Regions from separate parts of the Zea mays genome. Here regions 2 and 3 are each linked to region 1. The links are chromatin contacts, called in public Hi-C maps. All regions are on one chromosome and are shown on one strand. Each heading gives the region's core, a stretch centred on a gene start, on an enhancer-like site or on the middle of the called end of the contact. The rest is flanking DNA. Distances are from core to core; before and after follow the strand shown. Region 1 holds the start of LOC103641787 (diacylglycerol lipase-beta). Region 2 holds the start of LOC111590286. Region 3 overlaps LOC103641780 (a long non-coding RNA gene).

Region 1 (3,324 bases), core at 180-2,679:
GAACAAAAAAAATGTCATCACCTCCCAGTTTGTCATGGGTGAGCGATCTATAGTAAACAATACTGAAGCTACTTCAACCCCTAACAAAATTAAAAGAGTCTTCAAGGCCTGTTTAGTTCAATTATAGATTCTGTAAGAGCAAGATAACTTAGACAAAAAGGTAGAAGGGAGTCGACGCGTCGTTCAGGTATTTTCTATCGGACGAGCCGATTCGATAGTATGACATCACTATTCACTACTTCACTATTAGTAAGGGGTGGTACGTCATACCACGGGACGCTATGCCCAAGCATCATGGTTCTAGTCAATCCCAGTCTAGCACATACATGATGCCCTATACAAGCAGTGCGTATTCGTAAGGTGGTGGAAGTAGCTAAAGCGGTAAATGTTGTGTTGTCGTCTTCCATGGGGATGGAGCCTGGTAGTCACTAAAAACAATCAAAGTGGGGATTGAACATGTGCTGAAGGGGCAACATCAATTGTGTACAAACAATGTGGATGTTGGGTTATAAGCACCGTTGAATGGTTGGTGAGAAGGAGGTATGATGGTTTAGAGATGGCTAAGCCACGTCGCTGACTTCCGGAGCCAAGCACACCTGCATAGGGAGGTGGTGGCAAATATCTCAAAAGGTTAAACATGGTTGAAAAAACTATAGGAAATCCTATTATACAAGTCATGATTAGACCCCATATCAAGAAAAAAAACTTCCATGCTAGCTACTTATTGACATGTTATAGCTACATAACGACACAAAAGTTTTGTAAAAGTGGTTGTGACTTGTGAGACACAACCATATATAAGACTCTGGGGTGTTTGGTTCCACACAACTAAAGTTTAATCACTATCACATCGAATGTTTGAATGATAATTATGAGCATTAAATATAGTCTGATTATAAAGCTAATCACATAGACAAAGATTAAAAGATGAGACGAATTTATTAAAACTAATTAAGCCTATATTTAATACTTATAATTGATATTCAAACATTTGATACGTCATGAACTAAATTTTAGTCAGGGGACCAAACAGAGTATCGCCTTAGAAAGTACTCTAGTCCACTTCAAAGTCTAATAGATTGGCAATGCAACTTAAAATGTTTCCTTAAGTATACCACAATAAGGTAACTTTAGCTTTGCCTGGCGGATGGCTGCTCCGTTGGAGTGAGCTAACCACTAGTACATACCAATAAAGGCAAAAAATATACGTCATCTAACATTTTGGCACTTTTGCACAAAAGCAATATCAGCCACATAAATTCACAAACAGTTGTGCAACCCTTCATGTCTCGTAGTTAAACCGAGTTTCTACCACTTTTATGAAATTTCTATCCATATTCATGTGTTATTGTGTTTTTCATCTCAGATCTATAAAATCGAATTCTAAAAATAAATAAAGAAAGAAAAGACACTCATTTTCACTTGCAAGCCCGCCATCGCCAATCAGCAGAACAGCACAACCTCGGAAACGTCCGTACTCCGTAGTGCGAGGACCCTCCCCGTCCTCCCGTGTCTATTTCCGTCCCCGTCCCCAACCACCCGCGTTCCCCGCTTTCCGTGCGCATGGCCGCCGCGCGGGCGCAACCACCACCGCCGTGGCCGGATGTCTAGAAAGCCCCTCCTCCCCACCTGCGGGTCCTCCACCCCTCCCCCGCTCCTCCTCCTCCGCCGCTTCCTCCCTCGCCGCCGCGCGACCTCCTCTCCCCCGCCGCCCTCCACCCGGCGGAGGACCGCCGCCATGCCACCCCGCGCCGGCGACTCCGCCGCGGCGGCGGCTGCGGCGGCATCCTTCCGTCTCGGGATGGTGCGGGTGGTCTCTTTCCTTGTAGGCGGGCTCAACCTCGCGGTGCTGCTGCTCGGACTCTACATTATCGACGCCGTGCTCCCGTCGGGGTGCGGCGGGGGGCTCGCTTTCGCCTCGGCGCCCGCTCTGGCTGGGGTCCGCGTGCTCTCCATGATCGGCGCCGCGCGCGCGCAGCACGCCACGGCGGACGCCATAGCTAAGCGCCACCTCCACGAGAGCGACGCATCTGTCGCAGCTGATGCCGTAGCTCGCCACGAGATTAGGGTGAGAGCTCTACTTTCTGCCTCGGTTAGATTAGATGTGGTCGGTTCAAGGCTTCAAGCTGGTTTGGCGAACGGTTTAGCTTAGATTGTGCTGCTTTTACACAAGCTCATGTCCCAATAGCTCGAGCTGCTACTGTCTAAGTTGTCTCGTTGATGCAAACACAGTGTGATTGATATGTCTATGGCTTAAGTTGTGACTACAAGCAACTTCCCTAGCATTGAAAATTAGTTTTTATGTACAAAAAAGTTGAGATGGGAGCTTATTTGATTCACATGATCAGACAGCGGAACATATGTGGTTAAGCGCAATGAGCCTATTGAGATGGCATAGATTGGTTTTACTATGTGGTTAAGCGCAATGAGCCTATTGAGATGGCATAGATTGGTTTTACTATGAGTTCAAGGCAGGAAGCTTCATCGGATCAAAGCATCTTTTGTTTGGTGTGGTATACGAGCTATGACTGGAAACCTGGTTTCATATTTATATATAGGTCTATGGCTACCATTTGCATCAATTTTGTTTTGTTGGTGTAATCTAGGAGGTAGTTGTCTATCAATTTGGAATCAATCCATTTTAGCCCTTTCAACTGTCCGCTTGTTCATGCGGTCTAATTCCATCCCTGAGCTATGAGATGCCTCGATTACCAAAGTGTGGATAACCCCTTCTTGCTGTACTCTGAACTGACCTTGTCTTTTCATCTATTTGAGTGTCATTCAGTGTTGCATTTTTTAACAATGTATGCCTGCCCAAATATTCAAAACCAATGTTAATATAGCAGCACTCTGTTTACAGTTCAGACATGTCAAGGAATCCTTGAAAAGTAAATATTCATGGTTGGATTTTGCGAAGGTAGTAAGGCATATAGGAAGACAGGAAACAAAAAGGATGAAAAAGAGATGAATTGAACAGTAAAATAAGGGGATAATGATGGAAGCATTTTTTAGATGCAGTTGTTGCATTTCTACTTTCATTTTTTCTTAGGAATTCCTGCTAACTTATCATCGCTTCTTTCATCTTGCTGAAAAGGTGAGGTACAAACGCTGGTTGTGGTGGACCAGATTTGGTATGGCAGTTGGTGCATTGCAGTTGGTTGCAGCAATTTATCTCATGTTTGTCATTGTAAGAGATCTCTCAAATGAAAGAAGATCCACTTCCTGCTTCTTTGGTATGTTGGTCGCCATTCTGAGCTATTTATTTCCTAACTTTGTACATAATTTTTTACAAGTTCTTGTTTGCTGGTAGTTTACAATCACATG
Region 2 (3,692 bases), core at 423-2,922, 300 kb before region 1:
TCGTCAGGTGGTTGTCATATTATACTTTTTATTATATTAAAATCGGAACAGGGCTTCATTTAATCCCAGATTTAACACTGCTACCATTTATTACTAATGTTCCGTGCGCGCGCAAGACGCGCCTAAGTTACTAGTATATATTATAGTCAAGCAAATATACCTTCTCTTAAAAAATAAGCAAATAACAACAATAATAAGCTATGAAGTATTAGAATTATACATGTGAATATGTGATGTATATGTGGTGCACAGTCTGTTATTTGGTCACTTTACTTTTAATTCATGGATCCAAACAGACTTTAATTTTAAAAAAATACACTTCACGATATGCTAGTCGTCAGTCGACCCCCTAGTTTCGGACCTAGAAAACGAGGAAGCAACTGATGTACGAAATTAACAAAAGAAGAAATATAGAGCACAATCGATTTTTATATCATATATATAGAACAATGCTATATAGAAGTGGGTTATATATCAGCCACCTGTTTATGAAATTTAGAACTGTTCCAAAACCAACATTTTGCTCTAGCACTAAATAAAGCACCTGACAAAAACTACAGTGATTTAACACCAAAGCCTCAACAATTTCCTCGTGTTTGATCGATTCTTGCTTACTTGGTGGATGTCTGCATCTAGTTTGGATTCTACAGACCGTATCTATCCAGAAATAACTGAATCTATACCATATGGAGATTGTTTATTTGAGAGATATGCACAAGATCCCGACCAAATGATTATGGGGGTTATAAGGGTTATAATCATAAACTTTTCTTGGATCCTTCCCGGAAAAAACAGGAAAAATATGTTTTATTTGAGATTCGGTATCAATTTTTTTTTCAACAAACGTTTGTCGGAGGAATCGATTTTTTTCTCCATCTAATGTCCGGGAAAATAGTTGAATTTCCTGTAACCCGCTAGGGCGACCATAGGCCATGTACAACTTAAATAACATGTTACAGTTCTCTAAGTATTAGATATACATAAGAAATATTTTATAGAATCCAATATATCTTATTCACTAGAATCGCTTAATATACGACTTATATTTATATGAGTTATATGATATCTAAAACTGTGCTAAAGATGTTCTTCACTAAGATATGTTTCTTGTGTTTTTTTATACTTATGTTATCTCTATTGGATTCCTATCTCATGTCCTATCTCATCTATTATTTTAAACTTTATTCTACAAACAGTGTCAAACAATATCATATATAGTCTATGTCCCATATTTTATAGGGTCCACTGTAGACCATCTTACTTCTAAAACTATCTGCAGCAGTTATAGATCTTATACGAGTGGAACATTATAAATCTCTCTACGAGTGGAACATTATAAAATAGTGTTTTTGGTAAACTTTGGTTATGCAGATATAGATCTTATACGGGTAATGGGTTGTACGGCCCAGCCGATGATCCGCCTCACCCAGCCCAATCAGGCAACCACTCATTCGTTTCCATCGCGCCGACCCCGTGCCCCGCTGGCCGCTGATCCGCCTCGCTTCCCTCCGCCATCTCGGCGACCCCGCGGCGCGGTCCACGCACAGCCCGTCCCAAAACCCAGACCAACTGCCACTAGCGGTAGAGCCTAGCGCGCAGCGCACACGCAGTATACAACTCTTCAATCCTTCGCTGCCTGCCTGCCTGCCTGCCAGTTTCCCTGCCCTCCCCATCCACTCCAATCCCACCACCACCACCCCGGGCCGCAGCCCGCAGCAAGCACGCAGTCTCCCACCTGGTCAAACCGCTCCCCTCCCCCACCACCACCGCCGCGCCCCAATCCGCGTGCATCCGTCCGCCATGCCTCCTCCTCGCCTCCTGCCCCCGATCATCGTCCTCCTCCTCCTGGCCCCTCCCGCGGCGCCGCAGCCCGCGCCCGGATCGGAGGCGGCGCCGCAGCAGGACGGCCTGCGCTGCCTCCGGGGCGTCAAGCACGACCTCGCCGACCCCAACGGGCGCCTCGCCGACTGGGACTTCAAGAACACTTCGGGGGGCGCCGTCTGCAGTTACAGCGGCATCGGCTGCTGGAACCTGCAGGAGTCCCGCGTGCTGTCGCTCTCGCTCTCCGGCTTCGGCCTCGTCGGCTCCATCCCCTCCTCGCTCCAGTACTGCAGCGCCGCCACCACGCTGGACCTCTCTAGCAACGCGCTCGTCGGCACGATCCTGCCGGCCCTCTGCGACTGGCTCCCCTTCCTCGTCACCCTCGACCTCTCCTCCAACCAGCTCACCGGCGCGATCCCCGCGGAGCTCGCCAACTGCCGCTTCCTCAACTCGCTCACGCTCTCCGGGAACCAGCTCTCCGGCCAGATCCCCGCCTCCCTCGCGCGGCTCGACCGGCTCAAGTCGCTCGACCTCTCGGGGAACCAGCTCTCCGGCCAGATCCCGCCCCAGCTCGGCGACCGCTTCCCCAGGGACTCCTTCTCCGGGAACTCGGGCCTCTGCGGCCGCCCCGTGTCCTCGCGCTGCGGCCGCGGGCTGGGGAGCGCCGGCCTCGGGATCGTCATCGCCGCGGGAGTCTTGGGAGCCGCCGCGTCGTTGCTCCTCGCCTACTTCTTCTGGCGGTGCAGCGGGAAGGGCAAGGGAGGACGCCGCCGCCACAGGCGCGGCGGCAGCGAGTCGGGCGGCGGGGAGGACGGGAGCTGGTGGACCGAGAGGCTGCGTGCGGCGCACAACCGCCTGGCCCCGGTGTCGCTGTTCCAGAAGCCCATCGTGAAGGTGAAGCTCGCCGACCTGATGGCCGCCACGCAGGACTTCAGCAGCAGCCACATCGTGGTCGCCGGGAGCTCGCGGGCGGGGACGGCCTACCGCGCCGTGCTACGGGACGGGTCCGCGCTGACGGTCAAGCGCCTGCACTCGTGCCCGCTCTCGGAGAAGGCGTTCAGGGCGGAGATGTGTCGGATCGGGCAGCTGCGGCATCCCAACATCGTGCCGCTGCTGGGCTTCTGCGTCGTGGAGGACGAGAGGCTGCTGGTGTATAAGCATATGGAGAGCGGGGCTCTTTCGTCGGTGATGAAGAAGAAGCCAGGGGAGGAGGCGCCGCTGCTGGACTGGGCGACACGGCTGAGGATCGCCGTGGGGGCAGCGAGGGGGCTTGCGTGGCTGCACCATGGGTTCCAGGTTCCGCAGATTCACCAGAACCTGAGCTCGAGCGCAGTGCTTCTTGACGAGGACTACGAGGCCCGGATCACAGACGTTGGCCTCACGAGGCTGGTCCGGATGGCGCCCGGCGAGGGCGGCGATACTAGCCCTTTCCTCAAGGGAGACTTGGGGGAGTTCGGCTACGTTGCTCCAGAGTGCGCGAGCAATCCGGTCGGCACGACGAAAGGCGACGCGTACGCGTTTGGGGTGGTACTGTTCGAGCTCGTTAGCGGGCAGGAGGCTGCTGCCGCTGCGGTGGGCACCGTCGACGTGATGGGCGAAGGGTTCAAGGGCACACTGGTGGACTGGGTTTATCAGCTTAAGGCCTCTGGCCGGATCGGTGACGCTGTCGACAAATCTTTGCGCGGGAAGGGCCACGAGGCAGAGATCGAGGAGTTCTTGAAGGTAGCCTTTGCCTGCACCCAGCCTCGCGTGAGGGAGAGGCACTCCATGTACCGGGTCTACCACGCCCTGAAGAGCATCGGAGAAGGCCGCGACGCCACGGAGCAGTTCGACGAGTTCCCGCTGGCCTATAACAAGGACGATTCGGACAC
Region 3 (3,218 bases), core at 200-2,699, 320 kb before region 1:
CTTCTTTATTGAGCTCTTTCACTCGTCTGTAGTGGGTAGTGAATCGATTAGATACATTCTAAAATGAACTTCAACTTGAGCCATTCTTATGCATGGTTGACTTGGGCTCTCTTCACTTTCGTATCACATGCTTTCTGTGAGTGATGAAAGTATCTCCCCTGATTCCTAGTACTTTATGCCCGTGTTAATATATCATAAAGTAGCTGGATGATTGGCTTGTCATGCGACCAGATGTGCTGGAAAGGGTTGCGGTGCTTGCGTTCTGACGTGAGATGCTGGGCCTGGTGCCGTTGATGACCACAGCATCCATTCCCACGAGTACCTGCACTGACCATGCTCGCAATCACCATATCCAGAGGGCAGCAAAAGTCAGAAGCTGATTCCAGAGCAACTGTCCTTCTGGTTTCGCTGCTCTTGGGACTCGTTTTTTTCCTTCTCGAAATCCATATATTTTTTCTCGAAAGCGCAAGAGAGCTGCGCGAAAATATATTAAGAAGGGGAAAAAGGTCCAAAAAGGACCCCAAGATACAGATAAGCCGCCCTACGGCGGCCAATAACAAGCATAAATGAAACCATCCATGACAAAAACACTGCTACCAAAACAGCACTATAGCTATCTAGCTAACATGTAGACTAGCTAACATGTAGACCTGGGATGGGGGCAATAAGCATAAATGGTTTGATCTTTGGGTTATGGGCTGGTGCAAAGAAGCTGTCGAAATCCATATATTGCTTCTGATTTTTGCAGCATTTCAAGTTTTCCACAGTTTGACGCATCCAGCTACCAGCTGTTCAGCTCTACCATTATTTCCTCGTGGAGTATTGTAGCCTGCAGCAAAAAACCAGCTCAGAGATGGACTTGCTGAGGTCGGCGGAAAGCATTGCTTGACTTTAATCCTTACTCGTTTCTATTGTTGATATAGAGGGTGTTTGGTTAGAGGGACTAAAGATTAGTCTCTAGTTTTTAGTCTCATTTAGTCCCTTTTTTGTCAAACACTAGGACTAAAATATGGACTAAAATGATTTAGTCTTTAGTCCTTCACATATGTGCTAAAAAGACTAAACCATATTAATTCCACATTTAGCCCTTATTTAGTTCAATTGTACTAATAGCAGAAGAATATTAAAATCATTTTAGTATTTTTATGAGTCATTTAGTATATTCTTATTATTTTTAGCTCTTAGAACTAAACTTGTTAGAGAATAAACTTTAGTCCATAGACTAAAGAAACCAAATATGGCCATAATGTTTTGTCTTATAGCTGCGACAATATGAATAGTTGACTTTAATTTGAAGCTATGTGTGGTCCCGAACATACACGTCAGCGACCTTTCTACGGTTACTTTTGTACAGAATCCGACCCCGAGGTCGGGGCACACATCAGTATCCAATTGATAGCTGCTTGCATTGTCCTTCCTTTCCCGCCTGGAGCTTGCTTGACCAGCAGTTCTTTAGATGCTCCCGTTGAAATAGTAAAAGCTGGACACGGATGGACGCACATGCGCTAGACTTGACCCTCCGGTCTTCTCCAGGCATCGTGTGCAGGCTCAGACAACTGATTTCCAATCACACTAGGAAACAATTCGCTAAAAATCTTGTGACTTTTCATCGTAACGACTTCCGGACGTTGATGCCTTCTACTGCCTCCGACGACGCATACCCGCGAGAGTTCATTCGGACTAAACCTCGTTGACTAGACGTGGATGAATGCTGTGTCTTTGTAGTGGTGTGGGCAGTGGGCATGTGGCCTCCGTCCTCCGATCCGTTACCCCTCTCTTGGAAAAAAGAAAAGGCGTAGATAACGGGTAAGAAACATATATCAAATATTACTTGGTAGATAACGGATATTTGTCGGATAGTTTGTCTTGGTAATATTAATTATCAAACTGTAAACCAATAAAAAACATAAATCATATATATATATATATATATATATATATATATATATATATATATATATATATATATATATATATAGAGGACAGGTATAACGGGAGCCATAGACTTCCAATAGTTAAAAGAAGTCCAGGCCGATCACCCTGTAACCTGGTTCAAACCAGCGCACCGACTGGACCAGGCTGTCGGTTGTACCACCCGCGCTCACGTCTATACGCGCAAAAAAAGGAATGCATGCATGAGTCAAATATGTTCCCAAGCATGTGCGTAAATTTAGTAAAGATATGTGTGGCGGTTTTTATTTTTAAATGTTTTATTTTCTCCATAAATTTAGAATCGCTGCAACAGCTATGCAGCTATACTCGTAAGGACCATTTTATGATATATACTGCTACTAAATATGCTAGCCTGTGTAGATAATTATGCAATTCGGTATACTGCGTAAAAATCTGTTACCAGCTGCATGCACACGAATTTATGATGAAAATAATGTGCAATGAAAGGAAATGAATTGCACGCATAGAAACAAAAAAATCGTATTTAATATTTTATTTTCTTCATAAATATAAGATCCCTCCAACAGTCATGCAGCTAAACACATTAGATCTAGTTTATGATTTATACTGATCCAAATTATACTACATGGTGTAGGTATTTATGCAATTCGTTACACTGTGTAAAAAAATCTGGCATGTTGTTCACTGGTGGACGTATCTCCGGGTTGAAGCGTAATAACCTTAAGTTTTGAGCATAAAATCCCTCAATTATAAGCGTAAATACCAAGCCAATCTGAGAGGTTGATAGCTCTAGTATGTTTTTATTAAGATCGTATTTTTATGGCAGTTCCAAAAACATAGCAGCCACATGTAAATGCGGTTATACAGATCCAAAAAATATGGCAAAATGCATGCATGAGTCAAACACGTTCTCTTGCATGTGCGTAAATTTAGGAAAGATATTGTCGGGGACCATAATTAGGGGTACCCCCAAGACTCCTAATCTCAGCTGGTAACCCCATCAGCACAAAGCTGCAAAGGCCTGATGGGCGCGATTAAGGTCAAGGCTCAGTCCACTCAAGGGACACGCTCTCGCCTCGCTCGAGCCTAGCCTCAGGCAAAGGCAGCCGACCCCGGAGGATTCATGTCTCGCCCGAGGGCCCCCTCAAGTGACGGACACACCTTCGGCTCGCCGAGGCCCAGTCTTCGCGGAGAAGCAACCTTGGCCAGATCGCCACGCCAACCGACCGTATCACAGGAGCATTTAATGCAAGGATCGACTGACACCTTATCCTGACGCGCGCTCCTCAGTCAACAGAGCCGAA

The links. Hi-C and Micro-C count contacts between places; a contact is called where the count stands out from the background.
Region 2: a contact with region 1 is called in a Hi-C map of leaf, with 2.7 times the contacts expected there. The contact joins the promoter of LOC111590286 here to the promoter of LOC103641787 in region 1. A contact is called at or near these places in 3 of 25 Hi-C or Micro-C datasets (bundle sheath, endosperm and leaf) and 1 of 3 datasets of contacts at active chromatin or transcription factors (leaf).
Region 3: a contact with region 1 is called in a Hi-C map of ear, with 2.0 times the contacts expected there. The contact joins the enhancer-like site here to the promoter of LOC103641787 in region 1. A contact is called at or near these places in 2 of 25 Hi-C or Micro-C datasets (ear and tassel).

Annotation. Positions count from the first base shown.
Region 1 is chr10:129,390,533-129,393,856 of Zm-B73-REFERENCE-NAM-5.0, forward strand. It overlaps LOC103641787 (diacylglycerol lipase-beta), which reads left to right and starts at 1,430. Exons shown (of 14, transcript XM_008665122.2): 1 at 1,430-2,068; 2 at 3,095-3,233. The coding sequence starts at 1,604.
Region 2 is chr10:129,091,668-129,095,359 of Zm-B73-REFERENCE-NAM-5.0, forward strand. It overlaps LOC111590286, which reads right to left and starts at 1,673. Exons shown (of 2, transcript XM_023301203.2): 1 at 1,370-1,673. The coding sequence starts at 1,673. It overlaps LOC103641783 (inactive LRR receptor-like serine/threonine-protein kinase BIR2), which reads left to right. Exons shown (of 2, transcript XM_020545689.2): 2 at 1-3,692. The coding sequence starts at 1,801.
Region 3 is chr10:129,075,167-129,078,384 of Zm-B73-REFERENCE-NAM-5.0, forward strand. LOC103641780 (a long non-coding RNA gene) reads left to right here. Exons shown (of 2, transcript XR_560495.3): 2 at 1-1,296. Among protein-coding and RNA genes, the nearest start is that of LOC103641780, 4.8 kb to the left of the region's middle. Within about 2 kb of position 1,450, at least 14 of the 20 cell types and tissues checked have an H3K27ac peak or open chromatin away from gene starts, as enhancers often do. A contact at or near this core is called in ear, where this site is marked.